Linked DNA regions of Zea mays: region 1 is linked to region 2. A link is a contact called in public Hi-C data. All regions are on one chromosome and are shown on one strand. The core of a region is the stretch at or near the end of the contact, and the rest is flanking DNA. Distances in the headings are between cores, read along the strand shown. Region 1 has its middle 5.2 kb from the start of LOC100381917. Region 2 holds the start of LOC100277627.

What was found. Hi-C and Micro-C count contacts between places; a contact is called where the count stands out from the background.
Region 1: a contact with region 2 is called in a Hi-C map of leaf, with 3 times the contacts expected there. The contact joins the enhancer-like site here to the promoter of LOC100277627 in region 2. A contact is called at or near these places in 2 of 25 Hi-C or Micro-C datasets (bundle sheath and leaf).

Annotation. Positions count from the first base shown.
Region 1 is chr7:138,093,791-138,096,490 of Zm-B73-REFERENCE-NAM-5.0, forward strand. It overlaps the pseudogene LOC103632931. Among protein-coding and RNA genes, the nearest start is that of LOC100381917, 5.2 kb to the left of the region's middle. Within about 2 kb of position 1,346, at least 18 of the 20 cell types and tissues checked have an H3K27ac peak or open chromatin away from gene starts, as enhancers often do. A contact at or near this core is called in bundle sheath and leaf, where this site is marked.
Region 2 is chr7:137,949,575-137,952,355 of Zm-B73-REFERENCE-NAM-5.0, forward strand. It overlaps LOC100277627, which reads left to right and starts at 1,277. Exons shown (of 2, transcript NM_001151139.2): 1 at 1,277-2,261. The coding sequence starts at 1,419.

The DNA.
Region 1 (2,700 bases), core at 96-2,595, 140 kb after region 2:
GTACGTACGTAATCCCCACACATGCATGCGCGCACGTCGTGGCGCACGAGAGATGCCGGGCGCGGCAGCTGGTTTTGTCCGGCACGACAGGAGCACCGGATTCGGTGGAATGAAGGCGTGGCCCCTGCCCTGGACCTGGACTCACTGCACCATGCATGCAGATGCAGTCTATGCAGATGCAGATGCGGCGGCGCTTATACCCCTGCTTGTTGGCACGCACTTATGGGTGATAGATCAACGCCGATAGATCGCGATCACGTCGCAACTGACAGCTAGCTCCGACGACCCGTCGCAACTCAGTCTTTTGTCTCTCTCTTGTCCGTGGATTAAGAACCAACGGTGATGATAATGTTTATCGATCGATCAATGTTCGTAACCAAAGTCAATAGTGATAAACCAATTGCTAATAATATTATGGTCATGACTGCCGACAGGGGAGCCGATCTAGCCGAGACTACTAAATTCTCTTCCCTTCTTCGTTCTATCTTATCTATTTTAAACTTTATCAAATAAAAGACATATATCTCAAAAAATATATAAAATAAAACTTTATTTATAGCTGCAAACCTTTTTATTTTGAATTTATTTAGGATTCTAAATATTTATTTTCAAAACCAAATAAAACATGGAATGGTTGAGACGAATATATCAAATTAATAGGCATACGTGTTTTGTAGATGGTGGGAACAGACCCAAGAAGCTTGATATCTCTCCATTAATAGGTAGAGATATAGGTGGACAACTGTTGATGCTTATATTTACTGCTAAGCGCTAACAATTATATTGAACGAAAATATAAAATAAAGGAAATAAAACAAGTAAATTGGAAAGAGAGCCTTCGACAATGACAGTGCTGTTGGGACTGGGATTAATGGGAACCCAAGAGGAATGAATGAATGAATGAAGTCGTTGCTGGTAAGTAATGGTTTGCATGTCATGCATGCACGTTAAGCAGTGCATTAACCGGCGGCCGGACAGAGACAGATGGAACGGTCGTCTGTCCGTGCGGCCAGGCCAGGCCAGCCCAGCCACACGTACGACTGCATGCATGAGGATGGAATGGAACGAACACAAAAGCACTGTGCAGTTTGACCGGCGCGGTGCTTTGCAATGCATGCCTAGCTAACAGACAGCTGGAGATGAGGGTAAGTGCATGGAGCAAATGGGCAGCTGTCGGCGATAGCTTGTGTAGCTAGCGGCTGTAGGCCTTGCTCGATCGATGTGGGACTCTGCCGACAAGGACAGAGATGCAAAGGTTCGTTAGTACTTTGGTGTACAGTACTACTATACGAGAAGCCCAGCGCACTCGTGGTTATAGTAGCTGCTGGACTTGACATACAGCTGCCGGGGCCCAGTGAGCCTGTGGCCGGCCACTACTCGGCCCGCGCGGTGGAAGCATGCGGCCCAACAAGACAAAGCGGCTGCAGCCGGGCTACGCGATCGAGTTGGACTCCGATCCATTTGCTACGCATGCACGTCATGGCGGCAGAACTCCATTTGCTACGCATACACTGTCACACAAATATTGTTTTAATATACACTGTCACACTAATTAGCCCTTAGGCACGGTAAGGCACGATTATGCATGATTAGATCTAAGCACGACTAGTTAGCTGTGTGTTGTACTCTTTTTTTCTATCTAGGGTTTTCTCACAAGGGTGAGCTTTTACCTAGATAGATTTTTAATGAGTCAGTCATTGCACTAAACAACTCAATATTAGCTATTTTAGTGTGTTTTAACTGTGTTTGTGAATATCTGACTAAAATTCTGTGGTGTAGTGCTAAACGGGCTAAACGAGCTAAACGAGTTAAACGGGCCTACCATGCCGGCACAACACGGCTAAGCAGGCTTAGTGCCGTGCTTGGGCCTGATCTTAGGCACTACTGCCGTGCCGGCACGACACAGCTATTAAACGGGCCAAACATTTGGCCATGTATAGTAGCGGCTACAATGCTCAGCCAAACGCCACAACATAGCACACTAAGACTATCTCCAGCAACGTTCTTTATATACATCCTATATATCCGTCCTTTACAGTCTTCTCTAAAAGATTATATCTTCTATATCTACTTCATCTCCAACAATGTCCTCTAAATCACGTCCTCTATATGTAAATACTTATATTAAAGACATTTTTTTATTTTTAATTTTTATACATACGCATTTGTCATACTCTCAAATATAATGTACATATTTTAGTTTTACTAAACCAGTTGTTTAAAGTATTCAAATAAATAGAGAACCGTTTAGAGAAACTCTATATATAGAGGATCCAACGACGTCCTCTAAATTTAGAGGACCGTTTAGAGGACGCTGCTGGAGGGAGTAGAGGACGTAAATTTAGGGTACAGGACCCTTTAGAGCTCCTTGTTGGAGCTAGTCTAAACGAGCTATAGTGTGAGGGGAGGCTCTTTGTACCCCCTGTTAGCAACCTGGAAGGAGGAGAAGGGATAGGGAGAACTAGAGGAGTTCTATTCCAGGATACTAAGTTTTTGTTACAAAATGCATACCGTCTCTTTCGGCTACGCTAGTACTTAAGACAGACAAGCGCCACTTGCGCAAGGGAGCACGCAGGCTTAGACCCAACACCAATACGCCGACTCACTGCACCCACTCTGGTCCTTGTTGACGGACGTTGGCGCGATGGACACGGCGTGTGCGGACAACTGGAGCTGCTTCCGGTTCGCCGTTTGGTACGC
Region 2 (2,781 bases), core at 27-2,526:
CCCAAAAAAAAAAAATTGCGCTACAGGGAATCGACACCCCCAGCAAGGTCCAATCATCGTTAGCGCTGGCTGTAGTTCAAGCTATTGCATTGGCCACATATATATACACGTGTCAATTGCGAACTGTTCTTGCATTGTCTGCTAGCTTATCTGCAATATATTCATCAATATTGTGTTGGCCATCGTATGGAGCGCTTTAGGTGTCGGTGTCCTCATTACAACACGGCAAATCGTACCGTCGCGTCGGCTCGTCTCCGTTAAAAACCCGTGAGGCCGTGACTGGTCGACCACTCGACCCTGACCTGAGAAAACGAGGTCGCAAGTAGCAGAACACGCTGATGTGTACGCATGGATCGACTGTGCAGAGACCTGCCTGTCGCTGCTTATACATACGATGAGACCAAAAAAAAAGGAGAGAGAGAAACAGAAACCAGGTTAATTATTTCTTCAACAAATATTATTAGGACTCGCATGAGTATCCATTGTACCGCACATCGTACCTGGACAGACGGACACAGAGACGAATTTTCATCTCAAATAGGGGCACTCAATTAAGTTTCCTTAAATTGGATGTCACATTGACTATAGAGAAAAACTTGCGTGTTTCTTAGAAGTACCACATTGACTATAGATCTCACACAAACACAATACGGGCCCTGAATCACGCTTGTACTGTTCGGCAAGTCTGCGTGCTAGGAAATTCCTGGAAACTATAATGATGTCATTTAAGCGGAACAAACGTTATACGAAAAAGGATCCGATAATGCAAGAACAAAAAAAAAGGTTGCGATAGGAAGCGCAATGACAACTAGTCCGGCCAATAATGTTTAATAGATGAGAAGTAAGTCAATTACTAGTTTTGGCTCGCTCTATGGATATTTTTGGTTGAATCTTGATTACAGATCACCAGTTTGGAGCCTCCTTTTGGTAAAAAAGAAGAAGAAATCTGATGCTTCTTGAGTCCAAGCCCTAGTTGTTCAGTATATGATGCTGTCTGATGTAATATGCCAGGTGCATGCAACACTTAAGTGTGTGCTAGCTCCGATCATAAACAAGGTGGCCGCTCCCAGATGATGTCGTCAGCCAAACTAAAAATTGATCATAAATAAATTTCTGAAACCGTCAGTCGCACCTTCACAGTTGTTCTTCCAGCCCAAGCAGGCCCTGGACAAGCAGGAACTGGAAGCGCCACTCCAAACGTACCCTGACGCCGTCACGGCGCACCCACCCCCTACAATAACCCGTCGCCAACCACCTCGCCGCGCACAACACCACACAAGCTAAGCGTGTCTACCACACTGTAGCCGGAGGCCGGAGCAACTTGTAGATGTAGCCCAGGACGATCCTGCAGGTAGCTAGCAGTGCAAAGCCCTCCTAGCTAGCTTAGCTACTACCAGCTCCGATCCTGTGCTGCTGCCATGGAGAATCCCTACACGAGCTTCTTCAACAGCCATCCGCAGCACCACCGCTACTACTACCACCCCGCGCCGCCACCGCCAGCGCCGGCGCCAGCCGCCTACCACCCCTCCCTGCCTTTCTTCGCTGCGCACCGCCAGCCACCTGCTCCGACGGCGCCCGCCCCGCCCTCGCCCCCGCTCCGGGAAGCCCTGCCGCTGCTCTCCCTGGCCCCCACGCGGCATGAGGAGCGGGAGCGCCGCGCCCGGCCACCGGCACCAGCGTTGGAGGATTCTGAAGAGAACGGCCGGGACGAGGGAGAAGAAGAGCAGGAGGAGGAGGAGGGCCCCACCGCGAGCAGCAAGAGCAACCACGGCCAGCACCAGCGCCTGGGAGTGGGACGACAGCGAGGGTTCTTCGCCGACCTGAACGCCAGCGCGGCGGGTGACGATGACGACCCGATGGACGTGGAGCCGGAGGCTGCAGCCGACGGCTCCGGCTCCGGCTCCGCGGCGGCGGGCGACGACGTGACCGTGGCGCTGCGCATCGGTCTGCCGCTGCCGGGACCTGCCGAGCTGGTCTCGGACCTCTCCTCTTCCGGCGGCGCCCGCAGGCAACAGCACCAGCACGACGGCGGCGGCGGCGAGGAGGAGGAGGAGGATGAGGAGGGTGACGGGGAGAACGGTGGCGGCGGCGAGGAGGAAGGAACCACCGCGGCGGCGCCGCTAGGGTTCCCGTCCTCGCCGATTGGGCGGCTCAACAAGGGGCAGTACTGGATCCCGACGCCGTCGCAGATCCTCATCGGCCCGACGCAGTTCTCCTGCCCCGTCTGCTTCAAGACCTTCAACCGCTACAACAACATGCAGGTGAGGAGCTGATCGAGTCACGTCGCTCCATTAACTAATAATAATACTACCATTTCACTGCTAGCGCTATAGCTGGTAGCTGCTGCTGCCCTTCTTCTTCTTGCAACTTGCACCGTGCATTATTATTTCCCCCTCGCTTTTCTTTTCTTTTTTACTTGAAAACTAACAAATCTGCTGGTTTGGTTTTCTCAAACGCTGGCAATTCGACTCCCAAACCGAATTTTTCTCTCGGGTCATTACCTCATCTCGTTGGTAATCAGTAACCAGCTGTGTTTCATTATTGCCTTCTTTAAATAAATTTACCCAGAGACCTTTCTTTCTCGTCTGATTGAGGACGACGAACCGAATAATTTTGGGGTTGCTATATAGTTTCTTCGGCAACCCACACAAAGAGGGAACGTAGATGTCGTCGATCCCAATAATTGGAACTACTAGCTAGTTACCTACCACCGAATGATGTGGCACGCAGTAGCTTAGCTAGGCTAACAAGCAGCAAGTAAATCAAAGTTTCTACAGTCGC